Regions from separate parts of the Mus musculus genome. Here region 1 is linked to region 2. A link is a contact called in public Hi-C data. All regions are on one chromosome and are shown on one strand. Each heading gives the region's core, a stretch centred on a gene start, on an enhancer-like site or on the middle of the called end of the contact. The rest is flanking DNA. Distances are from core to core; before and after follow the strand shown.

Region 1 (6,657 bases), core at 3,991-6,490, 1.4 Mb after region 2:
ATTAGAATTTTAGAATTGGGGACACTCCTAGGTTTGGTTTGTGAAGTCCACTCAAATATTTCCTTCCCCAAAAAATAAATAAATAAAACAAAACTTCCAAATCTGAAACTGTTTTGGTCCAGAGCATTTTAAATAAAGGGCGAGCTTTGCAAGACTGTACTAAGAAAAGGGGAGCTGTGGTGCTTCCTGCCTCTCGTTTCTTCATTTGTTAAGGCCTTAGGACTAAATCCTAACATCTGAAATTTATAAATATGCGAAGTAACGTGGCAGTTTGGGGGATGCAGAGGACCCAGCCAGCTGCTCTGGGGCATCAACAATGAAGATCTATGTCTTGAAAATCACTGCAGTGGTGTAACAAAGCTTTGCAAGCAGGCCAACAGGCCCTTGGCACAGAAAACAGTGAACATGTGGCTCAACTAGTTCATTCTTTTAAAAAAAATCTTTATTTTTTAATGTGTGTCTATGCCCTGGGTGTGCAGGCGCATGGTGCCATACTGCGTATGAAACCAACAAGTTCTGGGAACTGAACTGGGGTCTTCAGGCTGGTGCAGCAAATGCCTTTGCCTGCTGAGCCGTCCTTCCAGCATTCTGATTCTTGCTTGAGAGCTCAAGTGCTAGCAGAGTCACAAATAGAATATAGTTTATATATTATCTTATATTATATAAGAAGGTAGACTTACTGTTCATTTCTGTGAAAACCTTTGGTGAGACACCCAAGCCACCATTCAAATGGTGTTTCACAAATGGCTAATCCAAGCTCTCTGCTCTATTCTGGAACTACTCTGCCTGGAGACAGCCATCAGCTATCAGTGTGTGGCATCAATGATTCATGGACACTATCCATCTGTCATACAGAATAATGTTTTGAACTGGCCATGGCTCAGCAGGTGACAGCACGTGCAGCCAAGCCTTGGTTCAGGTGCCAGGAGCCACATGGGGGAAGATGAGACCTGTCAGTCTCTGACCTCTGACCTCCACATGTATATCATAGCACACATACAATAACCTTTTTTTTTTAATGAGAACTTTGTAAAACTCATATCTACTCTCAGATCTCTACCCACACGACTTCCACTGATTTCTCACACAATCACTGTGTTAACAGTATTTTGGTGGGACTGGCAGAATAGGCCTGTAATCCTAGCAAGCAACTTAATGAAACTGTCCCAAACTAAAAATTACAAGAGAGCTCTGGCTAGCCCTGGCTTTAAGCTCTAGTACCAGGACCCAAAAACATAACTTTCTTTGATGCAATACAAAGAAATACGCCACCATTTGAAAAATGTGCCCAACTCACTGAACCAATACCTAATTACCTGACAGATAAATTCTGCTAAAATTCAGATTATGTACATAATCCATTCTGAGTTCACACAATGTGTTTTTAAGTATAACTGAGTATGAAAGATCATCAGATAGGATTTCAGATTCCATGTTGCAACTAACCTTTAAGAAGGTACCACACATTTCTGAGTTCGAGGCCAGCCTGGTCTACAAAGTGAGTTCTAGGACTGCCAGGGCTATACAGAGAAACCCTGTCTCGAACCCCCACCCCCCAAAAAAAGAAGGTGCCACACCAGGCAGTGGTGGCAAACACATGTAATCCCAGCACTCAGGAGACAGAGGCAGGGGGAGTTCCAGGACAGCCTGGTCTACAGAGTGAGTTCCAGGATAGCCAAGGCCACCCAGAGAAACTCTGTCTCAAAACAAACAAACAAACAAGACAGAAATGGCAAGTGTTGAGTCTGAAGACACACTAAACAAAGACACCCACCATTGATTGTTCCCTCCCCTGCACAGCCATTAGCTGCATCTGGCTGGATCCCCTCCATGCATGCACTTCGACCTAAACAAGATATTGCAATAGACTAAATGTGGAAATAACCTAGCTGTTTGTACCTTCTGACACTAAAGATTTTGGGGTTGGGGGTGGTGAGGAAGGGAGGGAAAGGAGAGAGGAGAGTTTTGAAAACGGGCATGGGAAACTTAGAAAAATGTGAAACACTACCACTCTTCTCACTAGGTCTGCAGGTGGTCTGTTTTGGTTATCACTTAAAAATGTGTTGTTTATATTGATATGTAATATGATTTCTAAGGATGTAAAGAGTCCTGAGATTGAGTTTTTAAATATCTGATTTATGAACGGATTTTAAAAGCAGCTGTGCAACTCTAATATAAAATCCCAATGTCCCAAACCTTCTGAACACTAGCAGGACTCCACAGACACAGTCACGGCTGACCTCACCTCACATACTGCACCCCAAATGTAGGCACGCTAAAAACGTTTATAAAATCATGTATCTCATTAGACATGAAAATATTCCAAGACCTAAAACACTCTTGGTCCAAGAATATCAGGTAAGAGATGTGTTAGTTACATCAAGTCCCTGCAAACCAAGAACCAAGACAATAAAATTACTAATGGGGGTGAGGGGAGACCTATTTTTTTTTAGGAGAATTACATAAAAGATGAAAATGAGCACAATAGCAAACCAAAACATTTTATGTAACGTCAATAAAGACAAAATAGGGGCTGGAGATGTGGCTCCGCAGTTAAGAGCACTGGCTGCTCTTCAGAGGACCTGAGTTCAATTCCCAGCACCCACAACTGTCTACTCCAGTTCCAGGGGATCTGACACCCTCACACAGACATACATGCTGTCAAAACACCAATGCATATGAAATACAAATCTTTAAAAAGATAAAAATACAAAATAAAGACAAAATAATGTATCGATAAAAATTACTTTGTAATTCTAACTCCCAGAGCAACATTGTCACTGAGAACCTGGAAGATAGGTTAGTAAAATTTCAGCCACCACCAAGAGGGAGACAGCCAAGATTCTGTCAGAGAGGCCAGGCAAGCGAGGATACTCAGCTCTCCAGCACCATCCCAGGGAACGCAGCTCAGGGCGTACCTGTTCTATTTAAAAGGGAACACAGCTCAGGGCGTACCTGTTCTATTTAAAACATGTACGTTTCCATCAAAGGGCAGTGAGGCTACACTCTCTCAGCCTCAAACAAGGAAGTGGGTCCTAGGGACTGATCTGTGCTAACACTGCTCAGTCTGAAGTCTCCCTTCAGCCACTTACACCGAGGGCGATCAGTAGCAGCAACAGTTATGCCTACTGAGCACTTCCCGTGAGCCATGCTCTGTGGACAAGCGCCACACTCGTGTTAACTTCATGAGATCACCCTAAGTGCACAAGCACCATCATCTCCATTTTGGGCAAGGACAGAACTGCATCCAGAGAATAAACAGCTTGCCTGCAGCAAGCCAGGACACAAACTCAGCCACTCTGGCCGAGCCCCAACTCCTCAGCCACTGCGACACTACAGCCAGGCACTGTGACCTGCAGTGACATGAGGTCTAACACACAGCACCCACCCTCAACCCTCTCCGGCATGTGCACCGATATCCGCTGCTCAAGTTACGATCCTAAGGGATGTGCAGAGGATCACCAGTCACCGTTTCCTCCTATCTGAACTCAGAGCTGAGGGCATCAAGCAAGAAGAGCAGACTCTGAAGATGACTACTGAGGAGGAAGCTAAAAAGGCAAAATCCAAACTTTAGGATGCCATACAAATTAAAATAGTTCACGCCCTTGCAGCTTTTACCTCTAACTAATGCAGGGTTAATCATTACACGGCACTGCCGCCAGACTTTTCTAAAGAGGATGCTTCAAGGGAGAGAGCAAGATGGTTCTGCAAGCACCGGCTCATGGCCATGACCACTCTCCTTCCATCACCTGCACCACAAGGTCGAAAAGAGAACCAAAACTCAAAAGTGCTCTGATCTATACACACATGTAAAAGAAATAAGGGGTAACCCTTGAGCCAAATCAATTGGAAAACCTTTATTTAAAAATTGCTACCACTGGGCTGGAGAGATGGCTCAATGATTAAGGGCCGTTCTTTCGGAGAACCTGGGTGGGTCTGATTCCAAGCATCCACATGGTGGCTCACAACCATATGTAACTCCAATTCCAGTGAATCTGACACATTCTTCTGACCTCCTCAGGTACACACATGGTGCACACACACATGCACACACAGGCACACACACATATGTATATATACATATGCATATGCGTATAAATCTTAAGAAACTAAAAATACCACAGAAGGTTAAATTACGTTAATATATTTGACATTTATGTCATGTTGGTCAAACACATAAGGGGTCTGTTTCAGAGTCCAACAGAGATTACAATTTTAAACACTGATCCATCAATTCAAGGCAAAACTCTATGGTCATTCAAAATGACAGTGTAACTCCATTGTAGAATGTGACTCGGGAGAACGAGAAACCAAGCAAACCAGGAGAAACTCGGGTGGACTAAGGCATCGCCAAAGTGCGGCCCATTAGAGGGATCTGATTACAGATCTCCAGGACTTTGGTTTTGACATCTGGCCTGTTTTAAAATCCGTACCGTTCAAAGTGCCTTAAATAAATCATTTCTTCTGCAGCCAACGAAACCAGAAACATTTCCAAAACACAATTACAAAAATAACTTCCTCTCTCAGGGAAGCAAGGAGAACTGTGAGAATAAGTCAGAAGCTGGCCAAGGAAGAGCGAGCGCTCGGGAGAGCCACTCGACTCTGTGGACTGCGAACTGCCGGGTACCTGATGGGCACCGTTACCATTCCGAACACCTGGAGAGGGCTTGCCACAGACAGCCTGCCATGCCAGCGGGATCGCCGTCGTTACCTCACACGCCGTGCGAGACCTGCATCATCCACGGACCAGCATACACAGTCAACGTCCACCCCGACCACCCGGGGAGGTGTTGAAACTGCCGTCCACGGCGCTAAACTGTCAGGGAGCAGCCAATCAAAGGGTCCCGGGGCGCGGCAGGGCGGAGGCCAGGGAGTGGCGGGCAGCGGAGCGCGGAGGAGAGTGCACGGGGCGACGACCGCCCCGGCTCGCTCGACTGCCCGCCTCGCCGCCTGGCAGCGCGCTTCGCCTCCGCCAAGTGAACCGAGGAGCCGCCGGGAGCCGGCGAGCGGGACGCGCGGGCGGCGGGGACGCTCACCGGCTCGGCTTGGGCGCTGCGCTCGGCCTCCGCGCCCGGGACTCCCGGGGCGCACGGCGGTTCCTCGCCGCCCGCCGCCCTTCTCCCGCCGTCCGCCGCCCGCGGCCCGCCGTTTTCATACAAACCCGGGTGGCAGGAGAGGCGGAGGCGGCGAAGACGGCCGCGGAACATGCCCGCATCCCGGGCAACGTCAGCGCGGCGCCCCGCCCAACTCACGGCTCCGAGGGCCGGCTCGCGTGCGCCCGGTAGGGCGCGTGCGCGTGGGGGAAGGGCGCTTCCAGGGAAGGGCGGGACGTCGGGGGGGGGGGGGGCCCGCGGGGCGCGTGCCCGCCGGCGGGGGCGGCACGCCTGGAGGGAAGACAAGCTGCGCGTGCGCAAGGTCGGGTGGGTACCAAGAGGCGGGGCGGGGCGAGGAGGGGCGGGGCGGGGCGGGCGGGGCAGGGTGGGGCGGAGTAGGGAAAGGACTCCACTCTGGCGTGGGCAACCGGCGGTGCGCGCCCTTACCTTTGGGTTCCTGTGGGTCGTGGGCCAGTGTAAACGTGTTAGCCCGCTAGCAGATCGACACGTTCATCAAATCGCCTTCTTTTTTCCTTCCCAACCGGGGGCGTAGCTCCCAAATCCCATCAAACCTTGGGAAACAGTGAGGCTAGTCCTTCCTGACCCCAAGTTGACCCAGAACAGGCTGTGAAGGCTGTGGCGCATGGCCCATTTATCCAGGTAAATGAGATTATCTGATGGTACTGCGAACAAAATGTCATGCCCATTCATTTCAAAACGATGTTATGGAAAACCTTGGTGCAGAAGCTAAAGGCAAAAAACAGTGGGGGAGAAGTAGGGAGCATGCTTGTGTTTTGACTGTGTTTAAATACTCTGAGATACATTGTTAATAAAGACATCATTTGCCTTTTTAAGGAGCATCGACCATGCTCCCTGTTTATGGTGGTTGGTAAGGGATGTAAAATTATCACAGCATGATAGGGGACTAAACTGAGCCCTGTGGGGTTTTTATTTTGTTCTTATGTTTCGTTCAAGCAGGTTTGTGGAGGTAATTCAAAAAACGTATTCAAGGTGTGAAACAGTGCTTCATGCTACTTGCTCTTGGCAGATGTCTTTACTGAGAGGAACAAAAGACTGCCATTTTATAAATGTTGGTTTTCCCCATACCTATAACACATGTGCACATAATGATAGATTCAAGTATTTAAAATACCTTTAAACCACTCTCCACCACAAACTCCCCAAAATGAAAACGATTGTCTAAGAACATTTAGTAGTTCAAAATTCATGAGACATTATTCAAAGAACGTGTTTCTAAATCAACTTGCAATCTAGAAATACATATAAATTGAATTCCTCTTTAGCAAAGTATGGTTAATGGTCAGAACAAAGGCTCAGAAGATTGGCCCATACAGCCGGGTAACCCACAGCGTCATTGGCTTTGAAGTTATTGCAAACACACAACTTGCAGATGAATGGCACCTTTAGCAAGTGTGAGAACCTTCTCACCTGGAGAAGGATTGGGCTCCAGCTCTTATCAGACCCATGGGAGTTCCCAGCCTCAAGGACCATAACTTAAAAGCATGGAAGCACAAGGGTTTGAGCACTCGGGAATTAGCTGGCT
Region 2 (6,180 bases), core at 3,259-5,758:
AGCCAGTAAGTAACATCGCACCATGGCCTCTGCATCAGTTCCTGCCTCCGGGTTCCTGCCCTGTGTGAGTTCCAGTCCTGACTTCCTTTGGTGATGAACAGCAGTGTGGAAGTATAAGCTGAATAAACCCTTTCCTCCCCAACTTGCTTCTTGGTCATGATGTTTGTGCAGGAATAGAAACCCTGACTAAGACAAACCACCTTTCTGGATGTGAATGGAACTCTGGCCTCAATCAGTCCTGGGATTTGTGTCCATCCCAAGGGCAAAGATTTTGGGCTTTACACAGTCTAGACTATAACAGGCCTCAGACCTGACTCCACAATTGAAGTACAGTTCATGCAGTTAACACTCAACACACAGACAAAATTACCTGCCAAATTAAAAACAACCGCCTAACCCATCAAAGCCAAATTAAAAACAACCGCCTAACCCATCAAAGTCCTCAGTTCCGGGAAGGTCTCTCCACGCACTAGCCTGGCTTGTTGGCATCAGTAGCCCCCCTCCCGGCTAACCGTCCTTCTTAACTGAAGTATGACAACCAGGATATGCTTTTCGTGTGTGCTTAAAATCTCACCCAGTGCTAGACTGGTCCCCCAGACACTCAGTAAAGTCGCTGGCAGCTAACGAAGACTTTCTGTTGGCTCAAACCCACGCCTAAGCGGTCTACTCTGACGAGCAGCCCCTAAAGAGACACATCTCTAGGGAAGTTTGTGTTGACCGCTGAGATCAAAAGCATTGCCTGTGTGGTGTTAAACAGAAGTCTGTCTTCATGCTGTGCTCTTCGTAGTCAGTTTTAGAGGCACAGCAGTGATTATCATGTGACTAATACATCATGACAGGACACTACTGTGCTAGGTGCCTTTCCCCTGGTTAGCACCCCCGTCACGCCACCCCACCCCGCACTCGGCTTCCCTCACATTCACAACTCCTTGCAATTTTAAATATCACGCTTGTCTGAACTTGAGGCCTTTACATAGGTGCCTCTCTCTCCCTTGTGCCTTTTAACATCATAGTGCACACAAATAAGAATAATACTGTGACATTACCATCCTTTCTTTTATAGACCACCTTACCACCACACAGGATTTCTCCCACCTCCCATGCTGGGCTACCATCATCCTCCTCTCACCCATGACAGGTCTCCTTTGCAGAGCCCTACCTAAGGGCAAGGACAAAGGAAAAGCAAGGGGAAGGAAGGGAAGGAAAGGGAAGGGAAGGGGAGAAGAGAAAGGGGTGGGAGGGAAGAGGCAGGTTTTAAATTCACAACAGCCATATGCAATACTTATCTGATCAAGACTTCTTTTTTTCTTTTTGAAAACTTTTAAAGATTTATTTATTTATTATATTTATATGAGTATACTGTCGCTGTCTTCAGACACACAGAAGAGGGCATCAGATCCCATCACAGATGGTTGTGAGTCACCATGTGGTTGCTGGGAATTGAACCCAGGACCTCTGGAAGAACAGCCAGGGCTCTTAACTGTTGAGCCATCTCTCCAGCCCCCTGATCAAGACTTCTTAATACTAACCTCTTCCACTTTTTTTTTAAAGATCTATTTATTATGTATACACCATTCTGTCTGCACGTATGCCTACAGGACAGAAGAGGGCACCAGGTTTCATTAAGGAGTTTGTGAGCCACCATGTAGTTGCTGGGAATTGAACCCAGGACCTTTGGAAGAACAGCCAGCACTCTCAACCTCCAAGCCATCCTTCCAGCCCCAACCTCTTCCACTTTTGATAGTCACCATCCACAAATAAATCTATTCATGAGTAAGTGGATGGAATTGAAAGTCTTTATGACTTCTAAAATGAGACCAAATTGAAACTCCTTTTTTAGACTCTAATGGCTCCTCTTTTTGTTTGACTGTCAAAAGAATTCCGAGCAAAAGGCACAACAGGAGCGACAGTTGTAGGGACTCCAGCTTCAGGAACACCAGCACCCTCTTCTGGTCTTCACGTGCATCTGCACTCATGTGCACAGAGCCAACACACAATCAATGCTTAACTTTTTAATAAATAATTGTATATATAAGGAAGTAAATAATTAAAATAAAGATTTAACTTTTTAAATGAAGGGCTTCTTTGTGCATCTGGACAGTTGACAGAGGTGAGACCATCTGGCAGTCTCCTTCAGTGGTGGAGGGAAAAGAAGATGATGCTGAGGAACAAGCTTGTGGTAGAAGGCGTGAAATGATGGCTTCAAACACAGCCAGAGGCGGTGGGAGGGGAGGCAGGGGCAGGGCTAACAGGAATCTGTTGATAGCCTTGATCAGGGTGAAGACAAAGCAGTCAAGACTAGTTCACAGGAGGTTCAGTTGACCAGCCACGTGGAAAGCAATTTCATTGGCTGAAATCTGGAAGGCCGAGAGAGGAGACAGACATTATTATGGATTTTGTTTTGTTGATATTAAGTCTCTAATATAAATGAAACAAACTAAGAGTTAAGCAAGCAGTTGGGTATACAGAGATCAGGGATTATTAAGATCTGTACTCGGGCTGGAGAGATGGCCCAGCAGTTATGAGCACTGAGTTCAAATCCCACCAACCACATGGTGGCTCACAACCATCTGTAATGAAATCTGATGCCCTCTTCTGGTGTGTCTGAAGACAGCTACAGTGTACTTACATATAATAATAAATAAATCTTTGGGCCAGAGCAAGTGGGGCCGGAGCAAGCAGAGGTCCTGAGTTCAGTTCCCAGCAAACACATGAAGGCTCACAACCATCAGTACAGCTACAGTGCACTTATATACATTTTTTTTAAACAAAGATCTGTACTGGGAAGAAATTTTACATGTATGTAAGCACTTGAGATAACATCACATAGTAAGACCCTGTAATAGAGAAGCTGTCTCAAGACAAAGTCACTCCAATATTTAGAACCTGAGAAAAAGAAAAGGAAGAAGAGGAAGAAGGAGAAGAGGAAGAGGAAATAGACACATACACAGGAACTAAGAAAGAGCGGCCATTGAGGTAGAACTAGGAGAGGGAGAGCCATGTCTTAGAAGTCTCAGGGATAAAGAAAGCATGGGGTTGTAATGACTCAGCAGTTAAGAGCACTGGCTGCTCTTGAAGAGGACCCAGGGTTGAATCCTAGCACTCACATGGCAGCTCACAGCCATCTATAACTCCAGTTTCATAAGATCTAGTGCTCTCCTATGGTCCCTTCAAGTACTGCATGCATGTGGTACTCTTACATATATGCAGGCAAAACGCTCCTATACATAAAGTAAAATTCTTGTTTTAAAGAGAGAGAGTCAGGATGGTTAGAGTAAAAACAACAGCAACAAACATTAGTGGTGACTCGGAGAAACCAGAGGGCCCACACATTGCTTGGTGGGCATAAATGGCACAGCCAACTTGGAAAACATTTTGGGATTTTCTCAAATCTAGAGGTACCATCTGACCCAGAGAGTATTAAAAGTAAAAATACCTGTCCACATAAAAATTATTTTTTAAAGGGACTAGAGAGATGGTTCAAGGGTTAAGAGCACTTGCTGCTCCTGCTGAGACTAGACCAGGGTCGCTTGTAACCCTCTGTAACTCCTGGGCATCCGCACCCTCTTTTGGCTTTCTGAGGCTTGAGCAAGCACACACATGGTACAAACACATACATGCAGAAGACCCCCCCACACACACACACACACCATCCACGCTTCTCCAGTCCCTTCTGCTTCTTCACATTGTCCCAAGAGCGGCTCTGGATGGTGGTCGCTGTGGGTGAAGCCCGTGGACTAAGAGAGTTCAGAAGCTCAGATGGTGTTGCTTATTCTCAGGAGGAAATCCATGTGGATTGCAGCTCACTTCCAGCTCCCACATGCACCTGTCTTCATGGCCAACACTACCGAGAGCCGCACCGCAGTTGCCATTTCTTGTGTGTCATTGACACAAGCCTCTACGGGGAAGAGCAACCTGTCCCTGTCCTGGCTGGGAGTCCCTTCTGAGCCTGCTTTGCAGGCTCCCTCCAGGAGAGTCAGTGAGGCCTCAGTGTGCGCGTGAGCATGGATCTGTGGCCCGCTGGTTTTAGCTGTCTGCGTTCTGTCCCCTTGGGCAGATAACAGCCAATGATGTCTTCTGATATAAAATCGCTGTTTGCACAGGGGGAACCGGAGCAAGAGGAACTGGCTTCCAGAGTGGGGTGGGGTCTGCGGGCTGAGAGTGAGATAGGAAAGAGCAAAGAGGGAGGAAAAGAGAAGAGAGAGTTGAGAGAAAGAAGAAAAAGAAGAGAGGAGAGAGAAGAGAGGAAAGAGAGAGAGAGGAAAGAGAGAGGAGAGGAAAGAGAAGAGAGAGAGAGAGAGATCTCCCGGCCCACTCCGTGTCCTTTCACTGCTGTCTTTGTGAGTAAACTGTCTGTTTCTACCACTGTCCCTGCATCCCGGTGGCTTCCTTGCTTCAGGACATGATGACCTGCAAATGCCTGCAGATGTCCTCTGGCTGCAGCGCCCAGCGGTCAGCGCTGGAGATGCGGGGGCGTGTCCCGTGACGTCAGGAACTGGGAGGAACCTGCCCCGGAAGCGGGCGCTGAGGACCTGGGAGCACGGTCATGGAGGCACCCGGGGTGCTGCTGGTGATGGGTGTGAGCGGCTCCGGAAAGTAGGTCGTTGGGGGGACTGGGGGACGGGCGGATGGGAGCTGGGAGGCTGTGTGGGCCCTGAGCCCTGGGAGCCATGCCTTTGCGGCCCCTGCTGAGGACCCCTGCTGTCCTGCCCCGCTGGCAGCTGCTCCCCAGGGTCACCGCGGACCGTGGCTAGCGACCCTTCTCAGCCTTACAAACCTGGGCCTGGTGGCACCTCGCAGAACAGTGTGGGAGGGTGAGAACCCCAAACCAGGAGGCAAACGTCGCCCTGGGTCTTTGTACAAAGCTTTGCCTGGGTGCATGGTCTCCCTAGTAGGTGAGTGTCTGGATTCTTCCAAATAGATTTTGAAAAGTGAGAAACAAGCTTGATCGTGTGCCTGCTCAGGCTGGAATGTTAATATGAAAGTGCTGCTAAAACTCTGCAAAATGTGCATTTTCTTCTCAGCCCAGTGTTGGAAGGTTCAGAAGTAAGCAAGCAAGCGGTAGGCATTTGGTTTGATAGACGCCATCTAACTGCAAGGTTCTTTAAACTGAAAGTGAAACGGAACAGAGTAACTCGGTGGTGGAGTGTTTGATTGTCGTGCCGGGTGTGTGTGTGTGTGTGTGTGTGTGTGTGTGTGTTCATTCCCAGCACCACAGAGTGAACAAACAAACCCCAGAGGCGAAAACCCCGCTGTTGTACGACTCTACCCAGAAACCCTTTCACTTCTGTCCAGAACCACACAAAGCCCATAGTACGAGCTCAGATTGTCTTTGTGGTAGAGACTGGGGGATAAGCCTGAGAGCATCACCGGTGTTTGTTTTCTGATGGAGTGGCTGGACTGGGCTGATTTGGAAACAGTTCAGGGGCTGGGGAGTCGATAGAGGCGCTGAATGAGAACTCAGTTGAGTGACAGGTACTGCAGGGTGAAAAACTAAGGGGAACTCTACAGGAGAGATGGAGGAGGGTGTTGATGGCACGGGATCCATCTCTGCTCCTGTTGGTGTGTCTTGTGTCTATGGGGTTTTGGTCTGAGTACCACAAGGGTGCAGTGCACACGGTGGTCAGAAGAGGGCACCAGAGTACCTGCAATGGGAGTTCCATACAGATGGTTGCAAGCTGCCATCTGGATTCTGGGAACCAAATCCAGAGGCCCCGGAAGAGCAGCCAGTGGTCTAACTGCTGTGCTACCTTACCAGCATTGTGTGTATCTGGTAAGCTAGCAGTGCTTTGAGATTTTACGGGCCTCCGAACTTTACAGTGTGCTGGCATTTAAACTTTTTATTAAACCCCTCTCATTGGATGTATCAACCACACTTCAGGGCAGGTCCCATCCTGGGGAGTAGTTGGCCAACAAAAAAATAAACTCAGTAGTATTTAAAGGAAAAAAAAACTCTCTCTTGAATCTTTGATAAAAGCACAATTTTCTTCATTCATTCAGTGTTCTCTCTTAAAATATAAACATTTATGCAGTAGGGACTAAAACATTCTCTCATTATTTTTGGTTGGTTGGTTGGTTGGTTTGGTTTGGTTTTTCAAGACAGGGTTTCTCTGAGTAACAGAACCCTGGCTGTCCTGGACTCATATTGTAGACAAAGTTGGCCTTGAACTCAGAGATCCA

What was found. A called contact is a pair of places that touch in the nucleus more often than the background predicts.
Region 1: a contact with region 2 is called in a Hi-C map of B cells, with 8 read pairs. The contact joins the promoter of Agtpbp1 here to the promoter of Idnk in region 2. A contact is called at or near these places in 3 of 39 promoter capture datasets (cranial neural crest, liver and pre-B cells), 1 of 484 Hi-C or Micro-C datasets (B cells) and 3 of 115 datasets of contacts at active chromatin or transcription factors (astrocytes, embryonic forebrain and pancreatic cancer cells).

Annotation. Positions count from the first base shown.
Region 1 is chr13:59,552,062-59,558,718 of GRCm38.p6, forward strand. It overlaps Agtpbp1 (ATP/GTP binding protein 1), which reads right to left and starts at 5,241. Exons shown (of 26, transcript NM_001377097.1): 1 at 5,037-5,241.
Region 2 is chr13:58,153,141-58,159,320 of GRCm38.p6, forward strand. It overlaps Idnk (idnK gluconokinase homolog (E. coli)), which reads left to right and starts at 4,509. Exons shown (of 5, transcript NM_198004.3): 1 at 4,509-4,596. The coding sequence starts at 4,547.